Linked DNA regions of Anas platyrhynchos: region 1 is linked to region 2. The links are chromatin contacts, called in public Hi-C maps. All regions are on one chromosome and are shown on one strand. The core of a region is the stretch at or near the end of the contact, and the rest is flanking DNA. Distances in the headings are between cores, read along the strand shown.

The links. A called contact is a pair of places that touch in the nucleus more often than the background predicts.
Region 1: a Hi-C map of liver shows a contact between it and region 2, with 3 times the contacts expected there. The contact joins the promoter of HPDL here to the enhancer-like site in region 2. A contact is called at or near these places in 2 of 8 Hi-C or Micro-C datasets (liver and small yellow follicle).

What each region holds. Positions count from the first base shown.
Region 1 is chr8:29,724,037-29,730,776 of IASCAAS_PekinDuck_T2T, forward strand. It overlaps HPDL (4-hydroxyphenylpyruvate dioxygenase like), which reads left to right and starts at 2,857. Exons shown (of 2, transcript XM_038182729.2): 1 at 2,857-2,992; 2 at 3,547-5,206. The coding sequence starts at 3,559. The coding sequence ends at 4,737. It overlaps LOC101803314 (selenoprotein Pb), which reads right to left and starts at 2,191. Exons shown (of 5, transcript XM_027463504.3): 1 at 2,042-2,191; 2 at 1,344-1,564; 3 at 1,029-1,241; 4 at 777-912; 5 at 1-248. The coding sequence starts at 1,546. The coding sequence ends at 6. It overlaps MUTYH (mutY DNA glycosylase), which reads right to left. Exons shown (of 14, transcript XM_072041730.1): 11 at 6,675-6,740; 12 at 6,378-6,530; 13 at 6,184-6,234; 14 at 5,549-6,065. The coding sequence ends at 5,961.
Region 2 is chr8:29,646,470-29,653,408 of IASCAAS_PekinDuck_T2T, forward strand. ZSWIM5 (zinc finger SWIM-type containing 5) reads right to left here. Exons shown (of 14, transcript XM_027463501.3): 3 at 2,050-2,198; 4 at 1,351-1,501. Among named protein-coding and RNA genes, the nearest start is that of UROD, 24 kb to the left of the region's middle. Within about 2 kb of position 3,177, at least 4 of the 8 cell types and tissues checked have an H3K27ac peak or open chromatin away from gene starts, as enhancers often do.

The sequences.
Region 1 (6,740 bases), core at 1,607-4,106, 77 kb after region 2:
CTGGCTTAGGGATCGCGTCCCTCCTGCTTCTGCCCCTTGGGATGGGGCTGGCTGTGGTCTCCGTGGTGGTGGTGAGCGTGGGCAGCAGCCCTGTGGTCCCCGCTGGGCTCTGGGGCTCTCTCATTGCTGCCCGCATGGTGGTGAGGGTGGAGGGGTTTGTGCTGGTGGTGGATGGGGGCCTCTGACTCCTTCTCCTCCTGGTCAGGAAGCGGGCTCGGGGTTACCGGGACCTCCATGGTGCTGTTAGCCTGGGGAAAGTAAACACAAGGGCTGATGTGCTATGGGAATGAGCGCACAGCCCCACAGCGAGTCTGCAAGCACACCTGGGAGAGGGTGTGAAAGCAGAATAGCATCCACTCCGCAGAAACGGGCATGGCTCTCTAGCCAGGGCAGGCAGGAGAGACTGGAGCCCAAGGGGAACAAACCTCTTTACACACATCCCTTGGTTCAAGCTGGCTGTGCTCAAGGGAGTTCCTGAGCAAGAAACTTGCTTTACATTCAATGTTTCTGTGTGAATTTTTCCTTTAGGAAGAGACTGATCACCTGCTGAGCCCAAATCCATGTGCTTTGCTCTGCTGCGTCCATTGCCTGCCCCTTTCTTTTTTCAGGCCAATAGCCCGAGTTAGCTCTTCCAGGCCAGCTGATGCAGACCACCACAACCCCACGAGCCCCCTCCTCCTCACGCAGATCCCTTCTGCACCCCTCCAGCTTCCAGCCCCCTGCCCCCCACAGCAGCCCCTCTTCCCAGCTGGCGATGAAGCCCCACGGCACCATACCTCGTGGGTGCTGTTGGGGTAGAGGGAGCAGTTGCCGCAGAAGTCCTTGCTGTGTGTGAAGCGGATGGCCGACTCGACGTAGGGGAAGTGCAGGAAGCTGTAGGGCAGCTGGATGTGGAAAGCCAGGCGGCCACAGCTGCGGGGCAGAGCAGGGGACAAGCTGTGGGGGCTGCACAGGAGGGAGACCCAGGGATGGGCAGGGATGGTGACCCCAACCCTACAAGGGGCTCCTTCCCGCGGGGAAGCCCTCACCGGTCGTAGACGAGGAAGTCGTCCTTGTCCCCCCCCAGCAGCTGCCAGACATCGGGCTCCTGCGGCTGCTGCTGGAAGACGGGGACACCCGGGGGGGCCTGGCGCTGCAGCTCCCCGAACATGGCGCGGGAGAGCGGCGCCTGCTCGTTGACGATCATGTAGCGGACGTCGGCCATGCCCTGCCGCGACAGCCTCTGCCGCAGGCCCCCGAGGCTGCGGGGAAGGAGGAGCTGAGGGGAAGCCACCACCGCCACCACGCCACCGCCACCACCCGAAATGGCGGGGCTGGCGGGGGGGGGGGGGGGCAGCCCTCACCTGTGGGCCTGCCGCAGGCAGAAGTGTCAGCTGGCCTTGAGCAAAGCCACCACTGTCACCTGCCCCGCCGCCTCCGCCATGGGGCTGGAACCGTTGATCTGCCATGCCGGGGCCTCCTGGCACAGCCGGCTGCCGTTGGTCGCCCCCTCGGAGGCCAAGGCCAGCCCCAGCCAGGAGGCCAGGGCCAGCACCAGCAGCCCCATGCCGATGCCGGCGGGGAGCTGGGGGGGGACACAGGGTGTCAGTGCCCCCACGCCGGGGCTGTGCTTGCCCGTGGGGACTGCCCTGCTTCCCCCAGAGACCTCCTCTGCCTCGATGACCCCAAAAGTTGAGCCCGGGGCTGGTTTGGGGAGCCAGGCAGCCCCCACACCCCAGCTGCAGGGACGGGGGCAGTTTAACCTTCAGGCCACCTTGAAGGTTCTTGGCGCCCCAGCAAGGGCTGGGGGGGTTACACAGACCCCTTAACCCCCCTGTCCCCCAGTATCTGCCCTACTCACCCTTCCTCCCACAGCCCCCCAACCCTGCCCTCACCACGGTGTGCCCCATCCCACCACGGTCCCGCACATCTTATGGGCAGGGGGAGGACGTGGGGCTGTGGGGACAGCCTGGGGAAGGGGTGGGGGGGACATGGGGTCCTGATGGGAGTGATGTCCCTAATCCCCAGCCCTCTCCCCCACCCAAGAACGAGCCCTCAATACCGCACTTGTCCTCGCTGCTGTCCTTTGGCCGGACCTCAGCTCCCAGCTCTCGGCAGTGCCAAGCTGGCCCCTGCCTCCCTTTTATCTCCTGACCACTCTCCCCGCCCAGGAGGGAGGAGAAGCGCCCGGCTGCAGCAGGGGGGATGCTCCCCGGCCCCCGCCGCCCTCCTGGGGACGGCAACAAGGCCCCCTCTGTCCCCACCAGGCCTCACTGCCGCAGCTGAGCCCCAGCCATGCCAGGGCAAAGCCGTGCCTGGTGCTCAGCTCACACAGCGGGTGCCGCAGCAAAAAGCCAGGCACATGGCCCCAAAACCACTGCCACGGGCTGGGTGGCACTGCCAAGGGCACCGCTCACCCTGCTGGCACCACAGGGACCCCAAAAAGCCTGCCCTGAATCCTGGGATGCTGGGGCTCTTCGCCTTGCTTTGGGGGCCACCCTGTTGGGCCACGGCCACTTTCGGGTCGCATATTGACCATCGAGCTGTGTAGGGCCACCAGGGTTCCCCCAAATACCAGCCCCAAGCACCTCCTGCCCAGGGGTGCATGGAGCCGGAGCGTCCCCCCCCTAAAAAACCCCACAGGGCAATTTCTCGCCGCCTCAGCCCCACGCTGACATCTCCGCAAATATTTGAGCAGCTTTATCGTCCCGGGGGATCTGTACAAAAACACGATAAGCCGGGGAAGGGCAGCGGCCATAAACACAGCCGGGGACACGGCGAATGGGACAGGACAGGGCGGGGAGGGGGGGGTCCAAAATGGGGGCACTGGGGAGGGTCGGGGCTGTCAGCAGCGACCTGATACCGAGGGATGGGGCAGGGCAGAGGGGCAGAAGAGTGGGGACAGCCCCCCCCCGGGGCCGCCCCGTCCTTATGGGGGAGGAGGGCCCGGCTCCCCGCACCGCCCCGGGGCGGGCCCGGCCTCCAGCCCGGCGTCCCCTTCGCCCGGAGCCCGGTGAGCCGGCGGCGTGCGGGGAGAGACGGGGATGGCCCCTGGGGGGATTTTGGGGGGGTTTTGGGGCGGTTATGGGGGGTTCAGCCTGGGGTTGGGGGCTCCCCGTGTCAGCCCCAGTGGGGAAGCGGGGCGGGGGATCCCTGGGTAAAACCCTTTTATTTTTTTGGGGTGGCACGTGGGTCTCCCCACCACACCGCACCCGAGGTTTCTTTTTTGGGGGGACACAGTCCTGCTGCGTGCCGCTGTGGGGTCACATCTCTCGTCCCCTAACCCCCCCCAGTGTCACAGTATGGGGGCAGGAGGCTGCTCTCTGCAGCGCCCCATACCTGCCACCCGCCGTGACTTTAGGGCAAGGTCACTGCCCCATCCCCATCCCACGGCCCCCAGTCCACCCATTGCACTTCCAGCTGCGGGTACAGGATGCCCCCCCCAGACCCCACAACCTCCCTATGACACCCCCAAGGGGCACACAGCCACAGAGGGACACACACAAGTGCACTTGGGCTCCGTGCATGGCTGGCGAGCCCCCACTAACCCCCACCATCCTCCCACAGCGTGCCCAGGCCATGGCGGCCTCACTGAGCCGCCCCTGCTTCATCTCCCTCCACGTGCCCTACAGGCAGCGCTGGGCCCAGGACCTGGCCGCCTCCTTTCGCTTCCACCCCGTGGCCGTGCGGGAGACACCGCAGGTGAGGCAGCTGGCCCTGCGCCGGGGAGCCGCCGTCTTCCTCCTCAACCAGCGCCTGGCCCCATCCAGGGCCCCCTCCCATGATTTCCTCTACGATGTGGACCCCCAGCCTGCTTTGGGGACAGCCTCCAACGTCTGCTTCGAGGTAGAGGACGTGCCGGGGCTCTGTGAGCGGCTGCGGGGCCGGGGGTGCTCTGTGCCCGTGCCCCCCACTGAAGTGAGCGACGAGGGCGGCTCCGTCACCTACGGGGTGGTGAGGTCCGTGGTGGGCAACATCAGCCATACCCTGCTGGACCGATCCCGCTACCAGGGACCCTTCCTGCCCGGCTTCCAGCCCGTGCGGGGAGCACCCCACGAGGCAGGGGACGGGGTGGAGATCACCAATTTTGACCACATCACCTACGTCTGCCCGCGGGGCGGCGCGCGGGCAGCTCTGGACTGGTACCAGCGCTGCTTCGGCTTCCAGCGCTTCCTGCTGAGCCCGCAGGAGAGGCTGGCCGAGGGCTACGTGCTGGGCGGGCAGGGGGTGGGCATGCTGCTGCTCGCCCTGCAGAGCGCCCAGGGCTCCTCGGGGCCCAGCTGCAAGCTCGTCCTCGCCGAGTCCCTCTCCAAGGACAGCCCCAACCAGGTCGACACCTTCCTCGCGCAGCACGGCGGGGCCGGGATCCAGCACGTCGGCCTCTGCACGCCGGATATTGTTTCCACCACCAGGGCCTTGCAGCAGGCTGGCGTGCGGTTCTTCGTGCCCCCCGCCACCTATTACAGCCAGCTGGGCAAGGAGGAGGAGATCCGAGGGGCTGGGCAAGACCCCCGCACGCTGGCAGAGCTGGGCATCCTGCTGGACACCACCGTGCCTGGGGAGAACAAGGGGCCGTGCACTGATGGCACGGAGAGCCCTTCCCGAAATTACTTGATGCAGATCTTCACCCATCCCATCTTCTCCGAGGAAACCTTCTTCCTGGAGCTCATCGACCGGCGGGGAGCCCCTGGCTTCGGGGAGGGCAATATTCGGGCGCTGTGGAAAGCTGTGCAGGTCTATATGGACCAGCGGCAGTAGAGGCAGCCGTGCTGCAGCAGCTCCCCTTCTCTCCGTCCCAGCCCAGGGGCCATACCCCTCTGTAGGGCTTCCAGCAGGCGCCTGGCAGAGCCCAGGATGGCAGGGACCAAGGGATGTCTCCAGCACAACCCCGAGCCAACACCAGTGCAGCAGCAGGTTGCTTGGGGCCAGGTCCAGTGGGACTCTAAGCACTCCTGGGATGGAGTTTCCTCCCCCTCCTCGGGCTCCCACTGATTTATCAGCCTTACATTAATAGTATTCTGCCTTAATTTCATGTGAATCTAATGAGACCTGTGCCTGCAGCACGGCCAAGGGCACTGCTGGCACAACCACCCCACGTGGGGGGATGAGGAGCGCGCTACGGACACTTGCAGCTCACCACCAGGTACCAACCAGAGCATCGTCAGCCCCCAAATAGGGAAAGTGACTGCCTCTTTCTCACCTAAATTAAAGAGTTTTAAAGAGTTAACCTGAGAGATCATCATAACTTTTTCTTCTCCTATTTAAGATTTGCTGAGTGCCAGGTGAGGATGAAAGGGCCCTTCCCACTGCCCAAAGGAGTCTGTCCCCAGCCCTTTGGTCCTTTAGGATGAGGCCACCCGCCCCTCTAACACATCCCCCAGGCCCCATGGGGTGTCCTGCTGCAGGAGGGCTGACAGCTGCCCTTCCAGGAGAGGTACTCTGGGTGCCTTAACTGGGAGCGGAGGGGTTGGGGGCACCCATGGGAAGGGGTGCAATAGCCAAGACACCACCAGTAGACTTGGTGTAGCAGAGCCACGCTGCAGCGGAGGCAGAAAAATCACTTAAAAACTTAAAAACACCACCTTTGGAGATTTATTAGAAAGCCCACGGCTCAGATTCAGTAAAAACAAGCATCAAAAGGGCTAGGGGAGGCATGAGGGTACAGCAGCATCCCCAGTCGCTGGCTGGTGGCCAAGTTGCAGATGTGTGCCAGGGCTCGCGGGCAGCCAGGGTCGCGTCCTTCCTGGTGCCCAGGGGGGCTTCAGCCAAGCAGGGAAGGCGAGCCCAGCCCCGGGTCACATCCAGCACCACACTGGTCCCCCCGTGAAGGCAGGGTGGGTGACGTGCTGGTGGCTGTGGGGCTGGAAGGAAAAGCACAGGAGACCGCTACAGGGCCACAGCGGGACCCGCTGCCACCCTATACCCCACATGAGACTCACCACCGTATGGGTGCCCGGTGGTCCCGGCTCTTGCAGAGGGCATCAGGGTGGGTTGGGAGCCCGGAGGAAGGCGCGGAGGGAGAGTTGTGTCCCGGGGCGGGTGCTGCCCCCTGCCCCTGGCTTCGCACCCCGCTTCCGCTTGGAGCCCTGCGGGAGAGGGGCTGGGGCTGAGCCAAACCCCAAGAACTCCCCCCAGGGAACCCCCAGGGACAAAGCCAGCCCGGCAAATCCCCCCCAGCCCACAGGACAGCTCCTGCACACCCACCTTGGCGGGGCCGCTCTCCTCCCCGCGCTGCCGCTCGCACACCTTCAACACCTGAAAGGAGCCCAGGAGAGCCCAGGGCTGATCAGCACCCAGGGCAACGAGCTGGGAAGTCCCGCAGGGGTTAGGGGGTACCCCAGGTGCTCTCAGGACCCCAGGAGATGGAGGGCAGGGAAGTCCCAGCTCTCCCCAAACACCTTCTTCATGGCCGTGGACACCGCCGAGGCACGGAACTCCTCCTCTGTGACCCAGCGGGACGGGGAGGAGGCAAGGTCCAGGGTCACGTCCCCGTCCAGGGGCAGGGAGTACACCACATAGGTCTGGTGGATGTGAGAGAAGACGTGGACAACCTGCAAGGGGAGGGGGAGACACTGAAACGGGCAGAAGAGCCGGGCAGGGTGTGGGAGCGGTGCCAGCAGGGGACAGGATCCCCCCTCCCGTGCTGCATCCCCCATCGCTGAGCACGTGGGGCTTGCCCCACGCCCCACACTCACCTCCCCCATGAACCGCAAGCTGCCCGCTGCCACAGGCTGCCCCGTCCACGCCTGGAGGTGATCCTG
Region 2 (6,939 bases), core at 1,927-4,426:
TGGAGGGGGTCCTCGAGGTGTCCAGAAACCAGCCATTCACCGCGCTGCCGCTCCAGATGCTGATGGCTTGGGGAATTAAATTGGCCAACTTCACAAATTCCTGCCCCGAGACCTGCTCCAGGGGCTCGGACCACAGATCCTGCTACCTGGTATCCCATCTCCCATGGCAGGGACAGGCACTTAAGGGAAGCTGTAAGAGCAGGGCAAATGTGGAGAGATACTTCACCGGGAAAGCCGTCCACCCTCCCACAATCTGTGATTCAAGGACTTCTTGAGAGAGAAGTGGCACCTGTGCTCAGCAGCCCATTTCTCCCCCTCTTTCTAAGTGATTTTCATCCTCCTCCACGCTTTCAGCCTCAGAGGGTCCCAAGGCAGGGAGTTCACAGTGCAGTTTGGTAGGAACACCTTTAGTTCGCCCTCTGCTCACCTCCTGGCAACTTCACGAGCCATTCCCGATTTTACCAGTGTGTTACACCTTCCCCAAGTCTCTCCTCCACACCAAAGCCCGTGCACCCATAGCTCTTCCCCATACAGACGGCGCTCCAGATCTTGGACCATCCAACCTCATCCTTCTTCTAGCTCTACAACGTCCCTTTGGCCGCAGGCCACGAGCCCCTGCCTTTCCACAGCATCTCCTGCTACCAGGCTGCAGAACAGCTCAGACTCATGGTGAAACCATGGCACAAGCCAAACTACTCACCCATGATCCCAGATGTCCAGGAGAGCCCAGGAGGGCTGGGTAAACTCTACCACACAACCAGCCCCGCTGGGCTCACGTCATCTAAATGCTTTATTCTAATGATATTACGGTGTCAGCCAGCTGAGCTGGTGCCTAAGGTGCTTACCTAGAATTACCCAGAGTTGTATTTCTATTAAAGCCAGGCTCTGCAGTGCCCATCCTTCACCTCTCACCCTGGAAACCTGCACCAGCGCCGGCAGAAACTTGTTAGATGGGACAAGACTTAAGCAGCTGCCTCTCTCCCTTGCGATTGTGGTTTCTGCAGGAATGGCACTTCCACAGCTGGGCTAATCCAGCCCCCAGGATGGCCTCACCAAGGCTTTGGGGCAGCACACCAAACACAGGCGCTGGACAGACAGAAGCCTCATTCCCCCAAAATACAGTCCCCAAAAAACCTGAGCAGCAGGCAGACAGACCAGACAAAGGCCTCATCCCTTCCTCCCTCCGAGGCATAGCAGGGCACAGAGCAAAGTTCTGGCACCTGTCAGTTTCTGCCCACAGCCTGGCTGAGGATGCGGGGTGAGCTCTGGTAGAGCCCCAAAAGCCCACGGGACGAGGTCTGATGTCCCAGCAGCCCAGGCCACCCCGCTGCTGCTCATGGTGACCCTTACCAAGCTCGTCCCAGAGCTGCCGGCACTTCTCCGTTATGCCCGTTCCCTGCTGCCTCCAGAGGGAGAGCCGAGGGTCGGCCATGAACTGCTCCGTGATCAGCGTCAGCATCCTGGCCCCGTTGGAGTCCCTCATGCGCAGCATCTCCCGGACCTGGGAAGGACAGAGAGGAGGTTTTTGTGAGACAAACCATGGTCCCCCAGATGTGTTTAAGACCTAGATGCCAACCCCTGCCTCCCTCAGAGTCTGGGTGTCCAGACTACGCGTTGTGATGCTGCGACCTGGCTGGTTTGAGTCCAACTGAGCAAAGAGGACCAATAAGGAACCCAAAAACAAAGTCCTAACGCAAAGAAACAGTAGAACCCATAGACTAGTGCCACCTCTCCATGGTCTTGGTAGGGTCTGCAGGTGGCCAGGTTGGATTTCCCTCTGCAGAGCCAATGGGGAGACGGGGGAAAAGCCCCAATTCCCGCAGGATCCACTGCGTGGGAGGCAGAGACCTGCCTGGAGAGAGGCTGGGACAACCCAAGGCTGACCCAAAGCCTGGATTACAACCGTCAGCTCAGCGACCAGGCGAGAAGGCACTGGAGCAGAGATTCCCAGCTGTGACGGGCGCCGTGCCAGGGCGGGCAGCGAGCCGCCGGCTACGTGACACGTCGAGCGGAGCGCGGCGAAAAAGAGAGCAGCCAGCTCCTCCTCACCTTGGCAAACATGGAGTTGAGCTGCTTCCCCGAGCCGTAGTACCCTCCCTGAGATAGGAACAGCTTCACCTGCTCTCGGACCTGCTCTTCGTCCAGGTGCCAGCAGTTCTCGTCATCGATGCTGGCTCCAGCAGTGGGGTCAGGAGCACCTGGGGGACAAAGAGGGAGGAAAAAGAGTCAGTGGGGTTTGTAGCACCAGAGCCAGTTTGCAACAATCAAGATAAAATAAAAAACACAGCTATTTTATCCCTAAAAAAACCTTCTCAGATTTCTCAGTGGGGACTCTGTAGGAGCACGGTGGCTAGAAGATGCTCGGCTCACCTTTAGCCATCTTCTCCCACCGTCTCCTTCCTGAGCGAGGAAGGGAGCCAGCGTGGGAAGAGCAGAGGGCTGCATGGACAGCCAGGGGAAGCTGTAGCCGTATTTCCAATTAATTCTTAACAATGTCTTCCCTACTTGACTGGGCTCCAGCCAGGGAATGGACATCTCCTCTTCCACCGCTCCCTGCTCCCACGTGGGGTGCCAAGCACGCCCCAGCACTGACCAGGAACTGATTCATGGAAAGGCAGCTCCGGGCTGTCTGCTCAGCAAGGCGACTCTCTCTCCTTAGCTTATAAACAGAAGGACAACAACCCGAGGGGTTTTGCTCCTCCGGCAAAGGCTGAGGATGCCTCCTGACCTGATAAGATCCAGCTATTTGTATTTAACATCCTTTACAAAATTCCTTTAATTTCCGCTAATAATTGTTGCCCAGGAGCAAGCCCCGGGCACTGCCCGCACCACGCTGACGGGAGAGGATGCTGCTGCTCCCTCTGCAAATAATTTATAGTTGACAGAACAACGTAATTAGGACAGGATCTGAAGCAGCAGAAAGGAGAACACAGCCCCTGGCTGAGCGCAGGGGCTCTCACCCAGGGCCCCGTGTTGGGAGGAAGGCAACCAGCACCGCACACAACCCCGTCGTGCTCCCTGCCATCACACACTGGCACGCTGAGGACCGCTCACCCCGCCTGCAGCGTGTTTCAGTTTTCCGTGCCTTTTCCTTCCCTCCCCCAAGCCCGTCCTTATCTCCGCTCCCCCTCGCAGATAAAGAGCAGACAAGCCAGCGATTATCCCGTATCAGGAACCGATGACTAATCTGTCTGCCACGAGCGCTTATCCCGCACCCATCACCGAGGCTTCCCAGACGCTTGCACTCCTCACATCCCCCTCCGAGCACGGTGCCCTCTCCTCCCAGCTGCAGCTTTCCAGATCAGCCAGGTCGCCTCTGTAGGGTCATCTGGCTGCCTCTGTAGGGACCGGGAGGGCACTGATGCCTGGTGATCCATCCCAAAGCTCAGCCCATCCTCGGTCCCTCACCAAGGCCCCCGGGATGGCTCAAAGGAGAGGACGAGGCGAGGTGCAGGAAGCGGATGAGTTTTTGCGGGGTTCCCAGGGCTGCCCCAACATGGGCTGCTCGCACGTAAGCACCAGCAGGCAGCGGGGAAAGCGGCGTGCAGCTAAATAAAACCTCCTCCTCCCACACACCACACGGAGCACTTCTCACGTTTGGGCTCTGACCGCAGCCGAATTAGCGAGGCAGCGCCCGCCGCTCCAAACAAAACCTGCGTTGACTCCTACATTTATTTTGCTCTCGTATCACAGCTTCATACAGGGGGGGGTTGTAATATCAGATTCCCACACACGCCACGCAGACGGGCGGATAATGGGCTGCCCAATTACACCGGGGAGCTGGATAAACATTTAAGAGCAAACAAAGAGGATTTGCGCGGTGTTTAAATATTCATGGCAGGAGTCGTCCACTTCCCATTGCCAACGCTCACGCCAGTGGTGGCATCGCCAGTGGCATGCCGTGACGTAGCTGACGAGTGATTCCATGTCTCTGCTCCAAACTAGCAGGGAACGGCATGTAAAACAGCCCCAAGCCTGCGTAACACGTCTCTCATATAGCAGCATTCCTGATCCAAAGAGCCTGTTTCAGATGCGCTTGATCTTTGTCCTGCGGGATCCAGATTTAAGGAAACACCACCGTGCGTCTCGAGTGGAAAGAGTGTTTCACAAGCCCATTTACACTGGCTGTAGAAACAGAGATAAAAACGCCATCAATCACTCCAGCGGGGACCCCTCCCTCGCCGCGGGCTCGGCGCTTAACTATTTGGCACCCAGGAGAGACCTCGATGGAGAGGATGTGAAGGCTGAGAAGTAAGGACTGGAAAAAAAAATCCTGGGTGAGAAAACAGAACAAAGCCAGGCACGGAAAACCTAACAGCTCGCTCAGCCAGTAGCTGCTGAAGGTGAGGAGAAGCAAAGCCTCTCCTGGAGCGGAAAGCAGCAGGTTTGGGGGGCTGGGGAGGCGCTGGGACCCTTGTGGCTCACACCGAGGCACTGGAGCATCCCAGTGCCCGCTGCAGGTCTGGAGAAAAAGAGCAAAACGTGCTGGTAAGTGGCCCTGGGCAAGCTCCTGAACCACAGAACGGTTCACAAAGGCCATCTCATGACTGCACGCAGCGCTGCCAAAAGCCTCCGGGCTGCATCTCCAGCGGTTGGAAAGAAACCAGGAGCGAAGGAAGAGCCACCCAGATCGGAGAGGGAGCGGGGGCAGGATACGGACAAATAAACAAACAACAGAAAACCTCAAAGAGAAAATAACCACGCACCAGAAAGGAAATGAACTCTAGCAAGGGATAAAAATAGCGGCAACGCGAGGGAGTGAGGCACCAACCTCCGCCGAGCCTCCCAAGCCTCCCATCGCATTTTTAAGTGGAGGCAGATTGGAGGGAGCCTCTGGAGGCAGCCTGAAGAGTCAGAGACATCTGACAGCAATCGAGGGAGTGAAACCCTTCGGCTCCTGTGCGTGACCAAAGGAGTTGCTGGCAGCAGTCCCGTGCCCGCCACGGGCACCTCGAGAACCAGGGCTGGCTGTGGTGACAGGGACAAAGATGGCACGGCCACACGATGGCATGTGGACCCCCCTACCGGGATCAGGGCCACCCATTTCTGGGAAGCCCTTTGCCAGGCACCGCTCTGGAGGGGATTCGGCAACCCCAGAGGCTCTGCAAGGCCTGGGGGAAGAGTCGCTGGGCAGAGCCCTTCTCTTGAGCACTCCGGTGGATTATTTTCCCTCGAATTTCTATCAGCTCAGCAACCAGGAAGGCAAATCCTCCGGAGACCTGACCTTCTCCTCCTCCCCAGCAGGAAGGCAGAATTTCGAATGGATTTCCCAGTGCCTTATTCAGCCCTCCAGGCACTGTTGTGGGATGACCTGGAAGTTAAAGACCACCCGAGGGCTCGTCAGGCACCAGCTGTGGCTCAGTGTGACGGGACGGGTGGGCAGGTATCTCCTACCCAGCCAGCGTGCTGGGTACAAGAAGCGAGGCTGGACAGCAGGTAAAGGACCCTGCGTCTGGTGGCCACCCCCAGACGCTCCGCTGGACCCAAGCTGTCCAGCTGCAGGTCCTGGCTGTCCCCAAGCAGCAGCAAGTCACGTTGCCTGGCGTAACAACCACCTTCAGCTTCGCTCTGTGCCGGACAGTCAGGCTGAATGTTTCCACCAGCAGCAGGAACGCGCTCAGCGAGGGGAAACCGAAAGCCTCTGCGGTCTCCCCGTTCGAGCTGCCACTTCAGACGCCGAGCAGCGAGGAGCGAGACACACGAGACGCTGGCTACGAGCGCGCTGCCCTTTGCAGCGATCTGCCCGAGCAGAAACGTGACCTACTTCAGCACACAGAGGTCAAGTGGGAAGCAGGCAGCCCGGCACACCTAGGCTCTCCGCGCTGATTGAGCCCTCAGAGAGCGAGCGAGTGCCTTGGCTGCGCTCCGAGGCCGCGGCGTTACTGGAGAGTTTGCATTTCTTTCTAGGAAGGCGGGCGGGGAGCGCAGCACGCAGCGAGGAGCAGAGGTCTGAAGCCCTAACGCGAGCCCTCCTGAGGACTGCCTGCAATCTCTGCTGTTCAGGCTCTGCAGAGGGGGGAAGAGCAGCCCTAATTTCCAAAGCAAATGTTCCCACTGCACAAGGGACATTCTCGGAGATGCTCCCAAGCTGCAGCACTGGCTCCTCCACCACCGGCACAGAAGGAGCAGCCCCTTGGTGACCGGATTCAATGCTAACCTGAAGCTAAACAGACCTCTCCTTGGAAGAAATGAAAAAAAAAAACATTAAAAACAATAATTTCTGGAGAGGCTGTTCTCGCTTCATGGTGTAATAACCTCTGTGTGCTGCCGGGCACACACTGGGTTACTGTTTGGGCTGCAGAGGCCAAGAAACATGCACGTAAGCACACAAAGTGCTATTTAAAGCTTACCTTAAAGGATTTCAAAACCCAGCATCGGGGACCTTCCATAAATGCCTGAACTGCAGCTGGGAAGAGCAAAGCACGGGGGAAGTTTGGATCCATGACAGCCGGAGCCCCAGCAGAGCTGCCGGATTGCTGTGACACCCAGAGCCCCGCAGCATCTTTTAGCTTCACATCATCTCAATGCCCATCTTCCACATCCTTCCCCGGGATGGGATCGGGCTATAGGACTGCTCGCAGAGGAGCTCACTCACTGCTGGGGCTGCCAGACGGGTGTCAGATGGGATGGGCAGCTCCTCCAGTGGGACAGGGCAACAACGTGCTCAAAACCTCACACCGGAGGGCACGAAGTTGCATGACTCTGAATGGGCAGCGAATTTTGGCTTTGTTTTTTAAAGCCACTTGTAAAAACAAGAGGCAGATACCGAACCGGAGCCAACAGCTGTATCTTTGTAAGAGTCTCAATCACCAAGCCTTTTGCTGACTCTAGAGCAATAAATACTCAGGGCCTTGAAAGCTTTTCTTCAGTCTGCTCGGGAGAACACAGCCTCAAAGAACGGCACAAACGAGATCTTGCCCAATCTCTGCTTCAGTGAAT